7 separate regions of the Sus scrofa genome follow, and all the other regions are linked to region 4. The links are chromatin contacts, called in public Hi-C and promoter capture Hi-C maps. All regions are on one chromosome and are shown on one strand. The core of a region is the stretch at or near the end of the contact, and the rest is flanking DNA. Distances in the headings are between cores, read along the strand shown. Region 1 holds the start of SYF2 (pre-mRNA-splicing factor SYF2). Region 2 holds the start of TMEM57 (transmembrane protein 57). Region 3 holds the start of MTFR1L (mitochondrial fission regulator 1-like). Region 4 holds the start of MAN1C1 (mannosyl-oligosaccharide 1,2-alpha-mannosidase IC). Region 5 overlaps RHCE (Rh blood group CcEe antigens). Region 6 holds the start of TMEM50A (transmembrane protein 50A). Region 7 holds the start of AUNIP (aurora kinase A and ninein-interacting protein).

Region 1 (2,700 bases), core at 121-2,620, 250 kb after region 4:
TTCTACTGATTACACAGTCTAAGAACCCTGGTCATTAATACTACCCGCAATATTTGTTTTGTTGTTGGTTGTTTTGGTTTTTTTTAGGGCCGCACCCAAGGCATTGGAGGTTCCCAGGCTAGGGGTCCAATCGGAGTTACAGCTGCTGGCCTATATACCACAGCTCACGGCAACACCAGATCCTTAACCCACTGAGTGAGGCCAGGGATCGAACCCGTGTCCTCATGGATACTAGTTGGGTTCGTTAACCTCTGAGCCACGACGGGAACTCCGAACTTAAAGATTTTTGTCATGGTATTTTCCAGTTCCAAAAAACAAAAACAATAACCCACTGAGATTCTGACAGAATAACATCACATTTATACTGAGATACCCTTGTACTATTATGTTTATATTTTGTCTTCCAACCAGAAATCCCTTCGTTATTAATGGAAATTTAACTTTTTTTTTTTCTTCTGTCTTTTTGCATTTTCTTGAGCCACTCCTACGGCATATGGAGGTTCCCAGGCTAAGGGTCTAATCGGAGCTGTAGCCACCAGCCTATGCCAGAGCCACAGCAACGCAGGATCCGAGCTGTATCTGCGCCCCACACCACAGCTCACGGCAATGCCGGATCCTTAACCCACTGAGCAAGGCTGGGGAACGAACCTGCAACCTCATGGTTCCTAGTGAGATTCGTTAACCATTGCGCCACGGCGGGAACTCCCTGGAAATTTAACTTTCTGTATTTCAAATTATTTCATTTCTTTCTTCCGGCTATCATTCAAATCTTATATCTAGGTATCTTTTCATTTGGAGGATTACTTTTTCATTTCCACCTCTAATTAAGTTTTAGTGAAGAAAAAATATTTTCGTATATTCCTCCTGTTTCCAGAATCTTACCGAATTATATTAATATCTTCAACTCTTATTAATTCTGGCTCAGTCTCCCTGCTAGGCACGGAAGAAGGAACAGGACGGGACAGGCCCTGCTCTCCTGCAGTTTATAACGTTGGGGGAAAAGAAAAAAGAACAGATGAGAAAAATATCTTAAAATACTGCCATATGACGGTCCCTAGGGCCTACGCGAAACAGCGTCGTCAGGGAAGACCTGCTTCGGAGGAGGTGACACGGAAGCTAAGCGCTAAAGGGAAAGCCCTTTCCGTTGAAGAGTACAATACACAGTTGAGGCGACTTTGCACCGTACCCCCATTAGGCCATTCCTACCCAGTCAATCTTTCCGCAACACTTCACACCCTTTTCCAACTCGCCCCTCCCCGTCCCCGGGCCTTTTGCGGCTGCGCAAGGCCTTGCCCAATAGAAAACCTCTCACGTCTGAAAGAGGCAAAGATTCGTCCCAATTGCCTGAGGCTTCCTGGAAGGGGCGGGACTTACGCTAGTTACTAACCTGTACTGACGCGGCAGTCCAAAGGCTGGCGGAAGTGCTCCGAGTTGTTGCCGGAAGTGGGAAAGGAAAGGCTGTAATGGCGGCTGCTACTCTGGTCGAGAAGGTAAGTGACGCCGGCCTTACCCAGGGGTTTTAGTTAGGGCGCCGGTGGTTGGCAAGGGCGAGAGGTGGAGGAGATGCTTGTGTTTCAGACTAGGAAAGTACAGCTACTGTGGGGTCTGGGTCGGCTCTGAGCTTCCGGCCTGGTGGGACTTGTGGGGAATCGCTTGGGCCTTCCGGGAAGAAGTCGAACTGGCCCCACTCTAGCCTGTCCTCCTCGCTGTAGGTGCCGGGGAACGGCGCAGAAGAGCAGCAGCCCCCACTGGGGCCCGAGGAGCTAGCCGCCCAGAAGCGCGAACAGAGACTGCGCAAATTCCGGGAACTGCATCTGAAGCGGGTGAGTAGCCAGAGAGGCCCGCTGAGACCTTTTACCCGGCCGGGGCCGTGCGCGTTTCTGGAGGGACGAGGAGGCCGCGCCCGCGCGTGTGACAGGCCCGCAGGGCAGGATAAAAGTTCCGTTCCGGTAGTTCTCAACCCTCGCAGTACATTGGAGTCACTTTTGGAAAGGGACATGCTCTCTCCAGCCCTCCTCCCACCCACATCTGTTTTAACTTAGTTGGGCTGGTTTGGGCATTTATCTTACTAACAACCTCCCTGCTGTGTGATTTGTATAAACTCTTCATTGTATCTAGGGAAATATATATGGAAGAAACTCGTCCATGTTAGCAAGAGTTGGTTGTCGCTTCATTGAAAAGTACTCAGCAAATCTCGGAAAGTCTGTAGGGTCAGTAGTTCAGCTAGTTGGTGGGGAACCAGATGAGTAAGATAAGGCCTCTGTTCTTAAGTCGAGGAGAGAATTTTCTGGCTAGAAATTACACTGTTGTTAAAAAATTATATTGTAAATATTGTTAAAAAATATATGTTGTAAAATTGAGATAGGAACAAAGAACCTTGGGAGTGCAGAGGAGGAGATATTGTTGCAGTTTGGGGGACCTCAGGGAGTGTCTCCTATAAGAGATGACACCTAAACTACTGCTTGAAAGATGAGTAAGATATTAACATAAAAATGAAATGTCCAAAATATTTACACAAAGGCGGAGTTCCCATTGTGGCTCAGTGGTTAACAAATCCGTCTAGGAACCAAGAGGTTGTGAGTTTGATCCCTGGCCTTGCTCAGTGGGTTAAGGATCTGGCGTTGCCCTGAGCTGTGGTGTGGGGCGCAGATACAGCTTGGATCCCGCGTTTCTGTGGCTGTGGCGTAGGCCAGCAGCTAC
Region 2 (2,754 bases), core at 181-2,680, 160 kb after region 4:
GGATTTTGGCCTGTTTTACTCACTTCTGTACCCTTACTAGCCAGAACAGAGCCTGACACATAGTCTATGTATTTGTTGAATGAATGAACTACTCCTATGATCTATCACTCATCATGCAAGGATATATCCAAGAACTTTTCACTTTAGCTGACTTCTTGACGCTTTTAAACTTGAAATAAATGTTTACATCAGTCAGCTGCTTGCAAAAAGCAATCATTCTATATGTGTAAACAGTAGCCTGTGCAAGGTGTACAGTTATGCTAAGGCAACTTGGGTGTCATCAGCTAACTACTCACATATTTCTCTAAGTCCCAGAGCTAGAAGAGCTAAATTGTAAACCACCACCAGGACTCAATTAAGCCTATATCCACATCCTGAGAGCTCTCCTTTGTAAACTAATTACTTCTCTACTGAAATCATTTCTTTATCAAGGCAAGTATCATTTAGAATCACCATTGTGAGAACCAGCAAATAAGAGTCAAACACAAACGCTGCTTAGGGAAGCTGGGATTGTCATTAAGTTGCTCCATGAACCTGTTGTCCTTCTACCCCTCGGAGTACTGAATTCAATTTCTACTCCAAAAGATAGACACTGCTTTGTTTTAGGAGGATTAAAACAAACAAATCAAAACATGCGAGTTTGGAGAAAATTCCTTTAGAAGGTTCGACGAAAACTACCTGCTTGGGATTGTCAAAATAATGTTGCTGAGAAAATGATCATCACTCCTAAATCTGGAGCGGGGCCACAAGGCATGATTTGGGGTTATCGGCTTCGGCCCTCGGGGCCAAGTTTGAGATCCCAGAAGAGGAATAAAAGGCGAAAGAGGGGCAATGAGGCCACCTGCCCAGGCTGCCCCAGGACCGCGGGGCCGCTGTCTGCTCCCAACTTTGTCAGCCTTCCCCCCACCAGTGTATATGGTCCACGCGCTTCCCAGCTCAGGCTCCTGGGCCAGAGCCGGGCTGGGAGACCAGCGGAGGCCCGTCGGCTCAGGCAGCGGCCCTCGGGGCCCCGCGCGCGGGCGGTGAGGGGGTCGCCGCCCCTCCCCCTCGGTGGAGCCTGGGCGCTCCCAACGGCGGCGAGGCGGCTCCCTCAGCGCGCGCCCGCCGCGCCCTCCCGCCCGGCCGGCGACCCTCGCCACGCCCCGCGCCCCGGGGGTCGACCCCTGCGGGCCCGCCGCGGCCCCCTGGGCAGCGCTCCTCGGGGGAGCCCCAGGCGCGGGCTTGCGGCCTAGTCCGGGTTACATAACGGGGCCCGGCCCCTCCGGAGCCGGCCGGGGGCCGCGGGGCCCGCGCCGGAGGAGGCGGGGGCGCCGCCGCTCACCTGCCGTAGATGCCCTCGGTGATCCGGTTCCGCTTTAGGGGGCGGCGGAGCTTACTGCAGTCGGCGTTCCGCCGCTTCATCCTCCCGCTGGGGGGCCGGGTGCCCGCGCTGCTGCTGCTGCTGCCGCCGCCGCCGTCTCTCACCTCAGCCGCCGCCGCCGCCGCCTCCGCCTGCCCGCCCGCGTCGGGCCTGGACTCTACCCCTGGGCCCGGTCACACAGACATGGAGCCAGCACCCGGGGGGGAGGGGGTGGGACGGGGAGGGGGGGTTTCTGAGCTTCCTCCGCCTTCGGAAACAAAGAAATGACAATTCCGGGGCCCGCCCGCCCCAGCACCAGCCAGCCGCCTGCCCCGCCTCCTCAGCCCTGACGGACGGGCTTCCGGACCAATCGAAGGCGACTCTACACCGCTGTCGCCCAGGGCCCGCTGAGGCAAAACGGACTCTAGAACCCGCCTCTTCGAAGGACAGAAGAATGCGCCAATCATTACGGCGTCTGGGCCCGAGTCTGGGCCTATCAGAAAAGATTTAAATAGAGGCTTATAAATAGGCCCTATAAATATAACATCCTATATTATGCTTTGTTGCGAAGGTACATTTTATTATCGGATTGTGTTTCATTGTATAATAATCCACATTAGAGCATACCGTGCTATTTTCACTGTAGGCTATCACTAGCACTCTGAAATCCAGAGGCCTGGGTTTGCGGCATGTGCTGTTTCTGTGCTGACCTGCGCTCCAGTCAGTCGCATCATTATGTAAGGGGTTCTCAACATCCTCCCCAAGCGGGAGGCGCCGGGGACATCACCGGGAGCATTTTCTGAGGATCCTGGAGCACTCAACCAAGCCGGCCGTGTCTGCGAGCGACCAGGGTACGAATGACAAAGCAAACCGCGCACACACACGGACGCGCGCGCGCACACACACACACACACATACACACACACAGCCTGCCAGCTTCCCGCGACGTGGTGACAGCGCGGCGGCCAATCGAAGGAGGCGCGGGGCGGGGTCGCGGCGGTCCCGCCTCCTGGACCTCGCGTCACAGCGGGCGGGGCCGTGGGTGCGCGCGACGTCCCGCGAGGCTGCTGGGGGTGTGTAGGGCGGTTCGGCTGGAGTTCCACGTCCGCAGGAATGGCTGGGCGGCAGGCTCAGCGGGCACCGCGCCTGCTGGAGCAGGCGAGCGTCCGTGTCGGGAGCATGTTGGTCCCCAGACAGGGGTATGGGGCCGCCGGGATGCCCGACCAGCGACCTTTCTCACCTAAAATTCCTAGAGCTTCGATTTGGTCATGCACTGTGCTGGGTGCTCTACATCTATTTGTTCATTTACTCATTACTCCCCTGCAGCATAGATATAGCAAAATAACAATTAGAAATGGCAGCAAAGATTTTTTTATTGAGAAAGAAAAAGATGAATATATTTCAAAAAGGAATGC
Region 3 (2,700 bases), core at 138-2,637, 180 kb before region 4:
CCTGTGTTTCTCACTTTAGTCATGCAGCCACTTCTCCAAACTCACCTCCAAACTCAGTTGGACCTAACCCTCACATAACAGCCAGAGGCATCTTTCTAGAACTCCTGGCTAATCATGTTCCTGTCATGCTTAAAACCCACTGTGCTTGCTAGAGCCAAGAGGATAACATCTAGACTCCTCAGCATGGCTTGCAGGGCCTCGGCAGTCAGGCCCAACCTCATCTTCACCCTTCTCTGTCCTGTCTACCCACTCACCGCATTCATCCTCCAGGGCCTGTCCACTCTGGCCCCCGCACACTTCATAGCCACACCTGCTTTCCCCTTGCCCTCCAACCACACTGGCCCTTCAGCCCTTCGATGGTCTTGTCTACACTATTCCCTCTGCTTCAAACACCAACACCCTCTTCACCAAGTTCATCCTTAATCATTCTTGGAGCTCAGCTCAAGCATCGCCTCCCCTTCCCTGACAGTCACCCCGAGGCACCCTGCGTTTCCTTTGGGGTCCTTCAGCAGTATCTAGGTAACGGTGTGCCGTGAAGTTTGCCCCAAGGGCGACGACTTCCCAGCAGGGCACAGCGCCTGCTCCATACACGGTAGGCACTTGAGCATTTCATTTGTCCAATCGAGAAACGGACGAGAACGCCGAGTTCAACCCTCCACCCCACCCCAAGTGCCCGGCTAGAAGACCCCCCAGCTTGCTGGCCGCGCTGGCCGCGCTGGCCGGCTCCGACCACTTCTGCGCCCCCACAGCCCCTTCCGAGGCTGCCGTCCCAGTGTTTACACACGGCCTCCCGCAGGAGCCGCAGCGCCTCCCGAGCGGGGCCTGGTCCCATCATCCCCGGTCTCCGCCGCGCCGACACTCTGCGCGACCCCAGGGACCTCGCCCGGGACACGCCTCCCCTCCCCCGCAACAGCCCGACCCGACAAGGCCAAGGTCGGCCAAGTTCTTGCCGCAGCTCCGGCGGCCCTTGGACCCACAGGCCCGGGGCCGGGTCCCGGCAGGAGCGAGGGGGCGTCCGAAACGAGCAGCCTCTGGCGCATCTGGGTGACTCCGGCGAGCAACTGCCTCCGGGGACTCCGTTTCCCCCCTGCCGAGTGAGGTGGACAACAGTGGCTGCCGCGAGAACCGGCGCGGGCACCGGAGCCGCGGGCACCGAACGCACAGCGCCTGGCATTCATTAGGCTGCGCGACGGCCGGACCCGGAAAGCCGCGCTTCCACTCTGGGGCGGCACTCGCACCTAGTCTCACCTCAGCCTCCGGCTCAGGACTCTCACCTCACGGCCCCTCCTACCGTAGCGGGCCGCCCAGCCTCTACCACCCTCACTTCCGCTGACCCGCCCCCCGGAAGCGATCCCTTGCAGCTGCGCACCGAGCCGCGGCCCCGCGCGCCCTGGGCAGGCCAGCCGCGGAGGGCGGGGCGGCGGCACGTGCCGATCCCGAGGGCGGAGACAAGCCCCGAGGCCACGCCCCCTGCCGTCCGAGCCTTGGGGAAAGTTGATCCCCGAGGTCCGCCCAGTCGCATCTCCCGCTGGTCTCGGCCTCCTTTCCCTCCTTACCACTCTCCACGCTTAGTCCGGCTCCAACCTCTGGAAAGGGCCTGTGTTGCTGCTTGGCCCCCACATTGATCGGTGTTTGCTCTTCCCAACTGTAGTGCAAACTTCAGAATCCTCCCTCTGGCATCCAAGGCCCCAGATTTAGTGCTTGCTTTGCCCCATCTCGCCCTGGTGGCTTCACAGTTCATACTTCCCAGCCAAGACCCTCTACAGTCTTCTCTGCGGCAAGAATGGGCCTTTCTTCCTCTGACTCTGCTCTCCAGGGCTTTGTAGCTTTCTTCTATTTTAGCAGTTAGGTATATCACAAAGACACACACAGGTATACTCAGTGAGTTGGATGATCAGATGGCTAGACTGGCAAGACACCAGATGCTTTGGGAAAGAGACTCACATTCCTTCCAGACTCACTCACCCACTCCCTCTTTGTGCTCAAAGCCTCAGAGTCCTGGTCTCCATGACATCCAGGCCTGGGTCACATGTCCTCATCTGACCTCAACACGTGGCTGTGCTTGGCTTCCAGGCTATAGTTCTTTGGTTGCAAGTCCTAGCTGCCAGAGACAGACTGGCTTCTTGGGGAGAGAAGCTGTGCATTCACACAGGCCTCACGCTCAGACTAATTGGTGCCTGCTGTTGCCCTCTTGAAATTAACAACAATTTTTTTTTTTTTTCAACAAAGGCCCTGCGTTTTCATTTTGCACTGATCCTGTAAACTCTGTAGCTGGCCGTGGTCAGAGACGGTGTCCACCCTGATCCCACCATATTTTAAATGATGAAATTTGGCTTCCATTTCCAACCCTCTTTCCAGGATGACAAACATGCTTTAACCATTACTTTCCTGTCCTGGGCAATGGCAGATCTTGCGAATTCGCTCTAGTTGCCTTTCCTTGGTGTGACAGATGCTATCTTGGTTCTTCATGAAGATCCCTTTTACCCAACCAGTGAATCATCCCCCAGCAACTCTACTGGCTGCTCACAGCTGCCCCATTTTCCAGAAAATTGCCCTTGCAGGAGGGAGAATGGAAGCCCTAACCTGGGAAGTTACTCTACCCCATAAGCCAATGACTACTAAAGGGTACAAGAGGCCAGTTTGGATGGCAGTGTGGGTTATGCTCCAGAGCCCTGCACCAGCAATCTGGCCAAGACTTGG
Region 4 (2,700 bases), core at 126-2,625:
CCTTGGCCATCCTTTCCGACTGCGGGGACTGGCTTGGCTGCTGGGATCGTCCTTGCCTGGTGCTGGAGCCGCGGGGGCCGGGTTGGGAGGTGACTCCGGCTCGCGGGCCAGAGAGTGGCCGGCGACTTGGGCCACTGCCTCCATGCCGGGCTGCTGGGTCCGGGGGGCCAGGAAGAGGCGCTTGAGGCGAGAAGAGTTGGGCAGCAGGAAGAGGGCCCCGAAGCACAGGGTGATGAGGCCGGAGAGGAAGAGAAGGAAGAGGAACTTCTGCGGCAGCCGCAGCCCCCACGAGGAGGCCGGGACGAAGCCGGGCACTTTCCTCATGAGCATCGTGGCCGGGCACAGGGCTAGGGACAGTCAGCTCCAGCCAGGCCCCTGAGGCCCTTGGAGTCCAGGCACTTGTCAGCTGGGGGCTCGGGGAGAGTAGGTCGTCGAGGAGCGTCTCTCGGGGTGGGTGTCCCTGAGAGCTTCGCCTCTCGGGGACGGCTCCTGAAGTTCAGGGAGTTTGGGGCGCGTCCTCCCGCGCCGGGGTGGGGGCGCAGCGACCTCGGCGGGGCCCGGGCGAGCGAGGCGGCGGGGCCCGGGCCCGCAAGGGTCGGCCGCCTGCCGCAGCCCTTTCTCCGGCCGCCGCTCAGCCCCTCCTCGCAGCGGCCGGAGCTCCCGGGGCCCGCGCCTTCCCGCGCTGCGGCCGCCGCCGGGGCCGTCACATGCCGTCCACGGCGCCCACGCTGTTGGCGCGGAGGGGAGCCCGCAGGCCTCGTCCCCGCGCCGAGCCGCCCTCAACCCCTCGGCCCAAAGTTTTAGCCTCAGAAGCAGTTTCCAGAAGGGGCCACCTTCTGGGGGCGAAGCGGCAGCGGGGCTGGAGTGTCAGTGGCGCTCAGAGAGCGCGCCGGCCCAGCCGGGTCGCGGCAGTGCCGGGGCTCGGCTAAGGGGACGCGTCCACAACTTTGCTCCGCCGCGGAGCGGGCGCCGGCGAGCGGGAGCAGACACTTCGGAGCCTGCAGGGGTAGGGGCTTCCCGGGTCCCCAGGAGCAGAGGGATGCCCGAGCCCTGGTCCGGTGCCCGGCACCGTCCGCGACCAGCCGCGGCGGGGCGGCTGCAGCTGCGCCCGGGAGTGCGAGCTCCCGCCCCGCCAACTCGGTGGGGCTCCGGGTTCCTGCTGGGATCACCTGTTCCCGGTCCCCGCCGGCTCCGCGGAGCGCGCAGTCCCGGCTGCGCCTCCCCCGCTGCAGCTGGCCTCCTCTCAGCGGCCGCTCCAGACGGGCCGCTGCAGCCGCAGGCTGAGCCTCCTCCACCGCCGCCGCCGCCGCCGCCGCCACCGCCGGCGCCGCCGCTGCCGAGCCTGCGCCCCACAGGCGCGCACACCGCCCGGACGCCCCCGCCGCTGCCGCCGCAGCTCCGGCTTTCACTGAGACAGCACCCTCGGCCCCGCCTCCCGTCGGGCCACGCCCTCGGGCCACGCCCACTGCGCGCGTCCCGCGGTCCACCACCGCCGCGGCGCCGCAGCCAGGCCAATGGCCTCGCGGCTGGAGTAAGGAGTGCAGGGCCTGAGCCCGGGTGGGGAGAGGAGCTGGGACTCCAAGCCACGCCCCCTTCCTCAAAGGGCCGGCGCCGAGCACACTACCCCCACCCCCACCCCGCCCCATCCCGCCGGCACCAATGGTCCAGTTGCGCGGGGTTGGCGAGGGCGGGGGTGGAGAGCGGAGCGAGGTCATTGGCTGCCTCGGAGGGATCCCCGTTGGGCCGCAGTCGCCCATTGGTTAGTGCCCAGCATTCTCTGGACTGGGAGAGACCGAGACACCGCCTCCCACCCTTGTCCCCGCCCTCGCCGCTACAGTTGTCGGTCCCCCGGAGGGGGCACGAGCCCCAGCTGGTCTGGAGGGTTCTCGTAGTGGTTTGGTAATCTCACTCACCCCTCTGTGCCAGTCCGGGATTGGCGGGGAGCTGGAGGCCTGCCCAGGGAACCCGAGAGCTTCCGCAGGGGCGGCCGTGGTGCTGCTGTGGCAGGCTGTGAGGAAGGGCTGGCTGGAGCCAAGCCAACCCGGCGGTTGGGCCGGGCTAAGGCAGTGTTTCCACTAGACCCCCTCCCGCAGACCACAACTCTGCCTTCCTTTTCCCACAGCCCCAAACCAGGCCGGCCCCCTGGGTAGGGCAGATAAAGAAGCTAACCGCAGCGGTGCCAGAGCAAGGAAGGAGAAGGAACCTTGGTCATGTGCGCAGAAGACCATACACATCAGGTGATGTGCGTACCCAGATGCCTGCGTGTGTTTATGTGCACATGTGTGCTCCAGTGCATAGACATGGATGCACTCAGAGATTGCATGTGGGTGTGTACCTGCACACAAACATACACTTAATTTAGGTATGGACGCCAAGTGATTTTCCAAAGTACATGAAGACATATCAGTACAAGTACTGACATGCACAAACTCAGACACACAATAGATAGGTTCAAAAACATGCACTTATACACACAGTCAGGCTTATATTCCTAGACACAGGTGTATCTCAACCCCAAGACCCTCACACCTTCCTTCCAGGATTCAATTCTCTCTGCATCTTCCCTTTCTGTTAAACCAAACCCAAGGCAGAGAAACATTGTGTTGTGTGGGTCTTTCATGCAAGACACTTTATAGAGACAAATAGCAGAGGGAGAGACAAATTAAGAGGTGTAATAGGCAAGAGGGAAAATATCTGCTT
Region 5 (2,700 bases), core at 87-2,586, 180 kb after region 4:
AGAAATTCTAAGAACTAGCCAAATTAACTTGTGTTACCAGAAGTCAGAATAATGGTTACCTGGGCAAGGTGTTCATTGATTAAGAAGGGGCCCAAAAGAAGCTTATGGGGTTCAGTAAACATTCTCTCTGTTACCCTGGGTGATGGTTACACAAGAGTACATGTGTACATATACACACATATATACATGCATGTCATTATACATACATGGATGCTATGGATCCGGTGTTGCTGTGAGCTGTGGTGTAGGTTGCAGACTCGGCTCGGATCTGGTGTTGCTGTGACCGTGGTGTAGGCTGGCAGCTATAGCTCCTATTAGACCCCTAGCCTGGGAATCTCCATATGCCTCAGGTGCGGCCCTGAAAGGACAAATGACAAAAAAAAAAAAAAAAAATCGTTTTTTGATTTTATCCAATTCTGAATCCCTATCTTGCCCAGATGATGGTAAATCCCATCTCAGGTGTCTTGGGGACCCCATCACGTTTCCAGGCCACTCTACCTTCCCCTCTGGGCACTGCTGCTGAACACCCTTCCATGAGCCAGGCTCTGTGCTGTGTTTGTAAAGTCACAAACATTATTTGTTTAACCCTTCTGAGTAGGGGGTCTGAACTAAATGCTCAGAGATCCTAAGACATTTGCCTGGGATCACACACCCAGCTGCGTGGTGGACATGGCTTCAGTTTTAACTCTCTGTAACCTTCCCCACACACTCCAGAGTGATCATGACAAGAAACATAATCTAGCCAGCTCCCTACTAGCCCAGAAACAAACTCCACCCGAGCATGATAATGTGAGAAAAAAGAATGTGTACATGTATGGTGACTAGGTCACCATGCTGTACAGTAGAAAATTGACAGCACACTGTAAACCAGCTATAATGGGGAAAAAAATCATTATATAAAAGAAAAAAAAATAAAACCACTTTAGAGCTGATCCCCATGGGGATTCAATAACCGCCCCCAGTAACCGCCCAGGAAGTGACAAAGGGCACTCTGGGGGAGCTCTGACAGGATGGGCCTCAGCTCAAGGCCACACATGCCTTTGGCCTCCTGCACTAAGTTTCCAGACATTTCCAGGCTGCCCTCTTCTGACATCCTGCCTGCAGGGATCCGTTTGCTCTTGACTCAATCTGGAAAGACAAGCAGAGGCCATTTATGGCCTGAGTGAACGCCCCTGTCCCGCCCTGACCACGTGGGTCCTCCCAGCTGTGACCCCCAGAAGGACTGGCCCCACAGATTTGAACAATGGGCTCCTTCCTGGCCTTTCCTGCTCTGGCTGGGCTGGTGGGCGGTGCCCGGGCTCACCTCCCAGACAGGCCCTCTCCCTCCCCCGTGGCCTCACCCACACCATGCGGCCTGACTTGGCACCGCCTTGGTTCTGCCTTGAGTCACCGACGACCAGTCCCTGCACGGCAAAGGCCTGTCTTATTCAGCTTTGTTTTCCTCACCTAGTAAGGACTTAGTGAATGGTTGTTGGAACAAAGATGAAAATAAAAAGAACCCTAGAAGGTGTGATGTTTTTCATGCCTTATGTTGAAAGGCCCAGGAGGGTCTGTCATAGCAATAACCAGCCCCCTTATTGGGCTTAACTCACTTTGCCCTCCCAACAGCTCTGTAAGCCTTGCCCCTGCCTCACAGATGAGGATGCTGAAACACAGAGTGGTGAAGTATTTGGCTCAAGACCACACAGCCAGGAAGTGGCTGGGTCAGGATTGCAACCCAGGAAGCCCAGACAGAGGCGGGTCCTAAGTCCTGTACTTCACGTTCTCCACACCGCCCTGATCCCATCTGGCCCCTGGGGGGCTGCAATCTCGCCACTGGCACACAATCTCTTGAATTAGACCTTTGCCAGTTAAATGAGCACTCCCCCAAAGGTATCACCTGACCAGCCACGGCAAAACACGGGGTGACCCTCCAGTCCAAATAAGTCCTGGTACCTGGGAGGCTTCTTCCCCATATCCTTCCCTGCAAAGTGCCTTAAGCAAGACACAGCATTGGCAGCCAACACCGGGAAGGCCGGATCCAAACTTCAGAGCACAGGCTTTGGATCCAGGGCAACTGGGTAGGTTTAAGCCTCACATTTGTCATTAACGAGCTATGTGGCCATTACCCAAAAAGTGACTCCTTCTCTTTTCAATGTCCTCTCCTATAGAATGGAGGTGCCAAATGGTACCCTAGCACCATTTACAGAGGGTTCCTTGGTTTCAAATATAAACGACCTGATGGATTTGCAAGTCTGTTGAACACAAAGCTGAATAGATGATGATGGTGATAGCAGTGGTCGTGGTTTGTCATCAACTCCCAGGGGGAAAGGTGCCCAGAAGAGGGTCAGTTTAACAACCATGGATTGTCTGGCTCCGTGCCACCTCCCCCAGGAAGCCCTCCCTGATGAGTCCAGTTTACAGTGCTCTCTCCCTCCAGTGACCCCCTCTCGCCTCGTGATATCACAGATGGTCTGAATCGACTGGGTCGTGATGTCAGCCTTGTCACCCCGGTTGAATCATAAATGCCTTGAAAACGAAAAGCGTTTTCTCCTTCAGAATCCCCACCCTAAGCTTGCTCATTCGTCAAGAGAAGGAGGAATCCGTAATAGTCCTGAGTTAGCTCTCTGTGCCCGTCATGGTGTGCTGGACACACATGCATATGACTCCTTTCTGATCCCCCACAGCCCTCCCATGAGATAAGTATGACCATCATTCTTC
Region 6 (2,700 bases), core at 29-2,528, 230 kb after region 4:
GACCTGGTCTGAGACATATCCATATTATCACTATTTCAGAATATGAAAAAGTTTGCATTAAGTCTAACTTGTTAATAATCAAGCCAACTGGAGCTCCCGCGGAGGTGCAGCAATAACCAACCCTGGGAACTTCCGTATGCCAAGGGCACAGCCCTAAAAAGACCAAAAATAGTAAGAATAATCAAACACCCAAACTCCCGCAGCTAATTTTAACCGTCCGTGAAGCTAATCTGTAGCCAGCAATCATGGTTGCCCAAAAACACATCCTAAAAAAGAGCAATGAATCCAGCTGGAGCCTCCCTTTTAAAAATTAGACACTATATTGGAGTTCCGTTGTGGCTCAGTGGTTAATGAATCGGACTAGGAACCATGAGGTTGCAGGTTCGATCCCTGGCCTCGCTCAGTGGGTTAATGATCCGGTGTTGCCATGAGCTGTGGTGTAGGTCACAGACACTGCTCGGATCCTACATTGCTGTGGCTGTGGTGTAGGCTGGCGGTTACAGCTCCAATTAGACCCCCTAGCCTGGGAACCTCCATATGTTTTGGGAGCGGCCCAAGAAAAGACAAAAATAAATAAATATAAAAATTAGACACTATAAAAATTAAATATTAAAAACCGTGATTATAACTAGTGTTAATATGCCTTTAAGACAAGTCCAATGTTGAAAATTCACTCTTTTTATTCCTCCCTGGGAGGAAAAGCAATCAGTATGTTATTTTCGGTTCACTCCAGTGACCCCGCCCCAAACCATTTGTCTACGGTTAATTACCCGCACACTCAGGCCCAAACTCCGCCCTCCAGGCTCTGGGGATTTCAGGTGTAGAGTGGACTGGGACTGGGAAGAAGCGGGAACTAGTTCTAGCTCGGCCCCCTCCCTCGCTGAGTGAACCCGCAGGCTTACACTCCCTTCCGGAGTGTCAGTTCGCCCTAAAGGGGGGCATGGTGATTTTCAGGGATCCTGTGACGTCCTCGGGGAAGGCACGGTCGCCCCCTCCCGCCGCGGGTGGGACACGGGTGGGCAGGAAGTGGCCAGGAAGGGTCCAGGAAGGCACAGCCTGAGCCTACAGCTTCCCAGAGGGTGGGACGCAACGACCTGGTCAGCATCGGCCGGGCAGACAGTCCCGGGTCCGCACTTCATCCGGCCTGCGGCAGTGCCTCTCTTTCCCCCACTCCCGCCTGGCACTTACGTCCAGCCCCGCCCGTGCAGTCGGTCCGGAACCCGGTGTTGCCCCGCGCGGGGTTGCCCCACTTCCCCAGTTCCAGCCAAGAAAGCAAAACAGCCACAGGCCGCCGGATACCCGGATCGAACAGCACCGCCCCCGGGGCAGGAATGCGCATGCGGCTCCGGGCGTAGGAAGAGGCCTGGGAAGGAAGGAAGATGGGCTCAGAAAGAGCCAGAGAGCCACGCCCACCACGCCGGTGTCTCTGCGCATGCTCGGAACGCGCCAGCTCTAGGGCCTATCCGCTGCGCTCTGTCCACAGCTGGATGTCGGAAATGGTAGTTGCGTGCAGCTTTCAAGGGTAGGTGTGAGAAGTTGCTCTTTGCTTTCAAAAGAAGGCGTTTGCTTGGGCTTTATATCCAGTCTTCAGAGAGGTGATTATTCTTCTAGTGCTGGAGCCCGTTCCGTAGTTGTCTCAGGTGCGGTGCAGAAGGTAGATCTGGCCCAACAGCTCTAATCCGGTTTTTAAGTCTTGTTTAAAATTTTTCTCAGAGCCGCCCCCGCCCTCGCGGAAACTTTGCATCTATAAGGGGCGGTTCCCGGAAGGCGGGTAACGCCGAGTTCTGCTAGCCTGCTACTTGGGAGACCCAGGTGCGTCCCGGCGCGGTGACCCACTTCTAGGAGTTGACGTTTTTTTCAGTTTGCTTGAAGGTAGGGTTTCTGAGCCTAGGTATTACTGACGTTTGGGACCAGACAATTCGGGGGGGAGGGCCTCTGTCCCGTGCTGCTGTAGCATGATTAATCTGCATCACCCGCTTTCCTCCACTTATAACAACCAAAAATGTCTCCAGACTGCCAAACACTCGCCCCTGGGGAAAAGCGACCGGCTTGAGAACCAATGTTTAGGAGATAATCTGGATTCTGAAGAAGTGACCCTTTTCACAGCCGGAGGCAATGGTGTCAGCTAAGAGAATGACTTGTGGCTGGGATCGTCCCTTCCAAGAAGCTCTCGGTCGCATTCCAGCGTCTCGGTGGAGTCGATGGTGGTACAAGAGTCATAGCCCGCTCCGGAGAAGAGGCAAGTCACAGTCTCGTTCCTGAAGGCGCCAGAAGAGAAATTACAGGCGCCGCTCGCTATTCTGCTGGAGGTACCTCTCTCAGGAAAGGTCGTATTACAGAAGGGCCTCTTTGATCACGCGCAGGCGATAGCACTAGGTCTTTTACCCTGTGGTGTATCCGAAAGAACAGAGCACCTGGAGGGAGAGATCCAGGAAGAGGTCGCGGAGCAGAACCCGGTTTCACATAAGTAAAAGAGGTTAGGAAGGTTTTTTTTGTCGCTAAGAGAGGCGCACAGGTTCACCTCTTTTACATGTAGGGGTATATGTATGAGTAGACGAGGAAACCAAGGTTTTTGTGTCGTTTAATTTCTTTGATTTCTTTTGATGTATGAAATCTCCAGCTTTGGGTGAGGGATGGGCATTAGGTGATTAGTAGACAAAACTATGCAATAACAATCCATAGCCTATTTTTAAAGGGACA
Region 7 (2,700 bases), core at 42-2,541, 230 kb before region 4:
AAGAATGTGGGAGTTCCCGTCGTGGCGCAGTGGTTAACGAATCCGACTAGGAACCATGAGGTTGCGGGTTCGATCCCTGCCCTTGCTCAGTGGGTTAATGATCCAGCATTGCCGTGAGCTGTGGTGTAGGTTGCAGACGCGGCTCGGATCCTGCGTTGCTGTGGCTCTGGCGTAGGCCGGTGGCTACAGCTCCGATTCAACCCCCAGCCTGGGAATCTCCATATGCCGCGGGAGCGGCCCAAGAAACAGCAACAACAACAACAACAAAAGACAAAAAAGACAAAAAGACAAAAAAATAAAAAATAAAAAATAAAAGAATGTGTTTAAATATATACTTTGACAAAGATTTCAATTTTGGACTTTCAATCAAGGATCTTTATGTTAACTTTTTATAATGTTGTTATATGTTAATGTTTACACTATTGCCATTTCCACAGTACACAAGCAATATAGATCAATATATGTACAGTGAGGGAAATTAGGAAGTACAGGTAAGCAAAGCAAAAAAAAAAAAAAAAAATCCTGGATGAAAAAAAAGTAACACTCCATTGCTAAAATAACCTGTTATATATATTACATCTATAGAGATTGTGGTTACAGATAAAAGAAGGATGGATGGGTTACCAGCGTTTTTTGCATTTCTGAAGAGCTTTCAGAATATACAAAATACTTTCACAAAACTTAATCTTTAAAATCCAACGCCATAGAGTAAGTGGTGAAAGCAGGACTGAAAGCTAGTTCCTGACTCCAAATTTTTAGTTTTCATTCTCCTTAACGTTTTCTAAATCCTCTCCCATGTGGTTTCATAGTTAAACTTTTTTTTTGTTTTGAATTACAAAAGTAATCCATTTAGGGTAGTCTTGAGGACCCCAGCTTTGGAGTTGGAGGACCAGAGCTTCAGCTCCTCCTCTTCCTTTTGAGATGTTCTTGAAGATTCACCTGTGAGACATGGCAAACTCTGAGCCCTGATGGTTATAAGAAAGTGCAACTAACTCAGCAAAAAGAAAACGCGCATTCCTTGTGCAACGTCGGGAACACGTTCATATAGCACAGTTTCAGAATACAATTCTTTTTTTTTTTTTGGTGCTTCTTAGGGCCGGACCGAAGGCATATGGTGGTTCCCAGTCTAGGGATCAAATCGGAGCTATGGCCCCGGCCACAGCCACAGCCACCCTGGATGCGAGCCGCATCTGCGACCTACACCACAGCTCACACCACAGCTCACAGCAACGCCGGATCTTTAACCCACTGAGTGACGCCAGAGATCGGACTGCGTCCTCACGGATGCTCGTCACATTCGTTTCCGCTGAGCCAGGAAGGGAACTCCCGGAGTACAACTCTTGAATGAGAAATCCGTAAAGAACGCGCCTTGGTAACTGGAAAGGCTCACGACGAATCAGATCTGTTGAGGTGGTAGTGAAGGTATCCATCCCATTGGGCTTAGGAGAGGGGCGGAGCCTGAGCTGGGGCGGAGCTGACGCTGGGGGCGGTGCCTGCGCCGGGCGGACGCGCCGTTGCTCCACCCCCAGCGTTGGCGCGAGATCTAAACTTCGGCGGGGTCTGTTATGGTGGTTCCCTAAGGCGGCCTGAGACTCAGCGGTGAGTTGCTTCGGCTTGTTCTCTTCACCGGCCATGAGGCGGAGAGGCCCGGAGGAGGAGGAGGAGGCCTGCGGCGTGTGGCTGGACGCGGCGGCGCTGAAGAGGCGGAAAGCGCAGGTGGGGTGTCGGGGCCAGAGGGGTTGGTGGGGAGGGTTTGGGGCCCCGAAGGCATGAGAAGGGAGGAGTTTGGGGGGGACAAGAAGGTGATGGGGGTAAAGTCGGGGGCCGAGTCGGAACAACTTTGGAAGTTTAGGGGAGAGAGGGATTGGAGTCTGAAGAAGGTTGAAAAGCAGGGTTTGGGAGGAGTGAAGAGAAAATGGGGGCGGAAGGCAGGCAGGCCGTGGAGGGATGTGGAGACCCTGGGGCAGCGAAGTTTCGAGGTGAGGGGAGAAGGTGGAGGGAAAATTTGCCCGGAAGAGCGTAATGGAGCAGACTCCTTAGGAGCTCACAGCCCCTACGGGACGGTAGCTGAGGATGAAGTGTGGAGGGCTGGCTGCTTATGCAAACTTGGCTAGTTCTTGCCCTGTGGGTCCCTCCTTGCCAGGTTGCCGGCCATTTACCTGCCCAGAACTTGTAAACTGTAGGGGGTAAAAAATAGATGAGACTGGAAGGGGAGCTGGCCTGATATTTATTGAGCATCCTCTGGGTGCCAAAAATACTGTGTTAAGTATTTAATGTGTATTATATGTAGCATCTCCCTTAGCGGAATAAGGAAACGCAGGTGAGGTAATTAACCCAGGTTCACCCAACTAGGAGAATTGAAAATTACACCCAGGTTTGGCACATATGCAAGAGTCTCTGTTAGTTATTACAGAAAAGCAAAAGGATGCTATAATAGTTCATGTTTATTGAGCATTTTAAGCTGGAGATTGTGCTATTTCAGATGAATTACCTTGTTTGGTACTCATCTACACAGTAGTGATATAATGATATTCATTTTACACTTGAAAAATAGCTTCAAAACAGACCCTAAGGGCAGGATTCTTCCTCAAGTTTATTACAGTCTTGTGGGGGAAGAAAACAGATGTATACATAATAGCAATATGTAATTTATTGAGTGCTTACTATGTGTCAGGCACTTTGCTGGTATATCACATGCCT

The links. Promoter capture Hi-C pulls out the DNA fragments that hold promoters and counts their contacts. A called contact is a pair of places that touch in the nucleus more often than the background predicts.
Region 1: a contact with region 4 is called in a Hi-C map of liver, with 2.1 times the contacts expected there. The contact joins the promoter of SYF2 here to the promoter of MAN1C1 in region 4. A contact is called at or near these places in 3 of 47 Hi-C or Micro-C datasets (heart right ventricle, liver and skeletal muscle).
Region 2: a contact with region 4 is called in a Hi-C map of heart right ventricle, with 3 times the contacts expected there. The contact joins the promoter of TMEM57 here to the promoter of MAN1C1 in region 4. A contact is called at or near these places in 2 of 47 Hi-C or Micro-C datasets (heart right ventricle and liver).
Region 3: a contact with region 4 is called in a Hi-C map of liver, with 5 times the contacts expected there. The contact joins the promoter of MTFR1L here to the promoter of MAN1C1 in region 4. A contact is called at or near these places in 2 of 5 promoter capture datasets (fetal liver and liver) and 5 of 47 Hi-C or Micro-C datasets (heart right ventricle, liver, omental adipose tissue and 1 more).
Region 5: a promoter capture Hi-C map of liver shows a contact between it and region 4, with 3 times the contacts expected there. The contact joins the enhancer-like site here to the promoter of MAN1C1 in region 4. A contact is called at or near these places in 1 of 5 promoter capture datasets (liver) and 6 of 47 Hi-C or Micro-C datasets (embryonic fibroblasts, heart right ventricle, liver and 3 more).
Region 6: a contact with region 4 is called in a Hi-C map of liver, with 2.8 times the contacts expected there. The contact joins the promoter of TMEM50A here to the promoter of MAN1C1 in region 4. A contact is called at or near these places in 3 of 47 Hi-C or Micro-C datasets (heart right ventricle, liver and skeletal muscle) and 1 of 2 datasets of contacts at active chromatin or transcription factors (alveolar macrophages).
Region 7: a Hi-C map of liver shows a contact between it and region 4, with 5 times the contacts expected there. The contact joins the promoter of AUNIP here to the promoter of MAN1C1 in region 4. A contact is called at or near these places in 1 of 5 promoter capture datasets (liver) and 2 of 47 Hi-C or Micro-C datasets (heart right ventricle and liver).

The regions. Positions count from the first base shown.
Region 1 is chr6:82,842,154-82,844,853 of Sscrofa11.1, reverse strand. SYF2 (pre-mRNA-splicing factor SYF2) reads left to right here and starts at 1,370. Exons shown (of 7, transcript XM_021095593.1): 1 at 1,370-1,490; 2 at 1,713-1,823. The coding sequence starts at 1,464.
Region 2 is chr6:82,932,759-82,935,512 of Sscrofa11.1, reverse strand. TMEM57 (transmembrane protein 57) reads right to left here and starts at 1,430. Exons shown (of 11, transcript NM_001038646.1): 1 at 1,322-1,430. The coding sequence starts at 1,401.
Region 3 is chr6:83,264,038-83,266,737 of Sscrofa11.1, reverse strand. MTFR1L (mitochondrial fission regulator 1-like) reads right to left here and starts at 1,387. Exons shown (of 7, transcript XM_021095596.1): 1 at 1,249-1,387.
Region 4 is chr6:83,088,617-83,091,316 of Sscrofa11.1, reverse strand. It overlaps MAN1C1 (mannosyl-oligosaccharide 1,2-alpha-mannosidase IC), which reads right to left and starts at 1,375. Exons shown (of 12, transcript XM_021095595.1): 1 at 1-1,375. The coding sequence starts at 330.
Region 5 is chr6:82,911,082-82,913,781 of Sscrofa11.1, reverse strand. The region is part of intron 2 of RHCE (Rh blood group CcEe antigens); the gene reads left to right. Among named protein-coding and RNA genes, the nearest start is that of RHCE, 13 kb to the left of the region's middle. Within about 2 kb of position 1,336, at least 44 of the 83 cell types and tissues checked have an H3K27ac peak or open chromatin away from gene starts, as enhancers often do. A contact at or near this core is called in embryonic fibroblasts, liver, mesenteric adipose tissue and 2 more, where this site is marked.
Region 6 is chr6:82,860,263-82,862,962 of Sscrofa11.1, reverse strand. TMEM50A (transmembrane protein 50A) reads right to left here and starts at 1,278. Exons shown (of 7, transcript NM_001243626.1): 1 at 1,189-1,278. It also overlaps a transcript of RSRP1 not described here.
Region 7 is chr6:83,315,233-83,317,932 of Sscrofa11.1, reverse strand. It overlaps AUNIP (aurora kinase A and ninein-interacting protein), which reads left to right and starts at 1,291. Exons shown (of 3, transcript XM_013999063.2): 1 at 1,291-1,716. The coding sequence starts at 1,633. It also overlaps the pseudogene LOC110261117.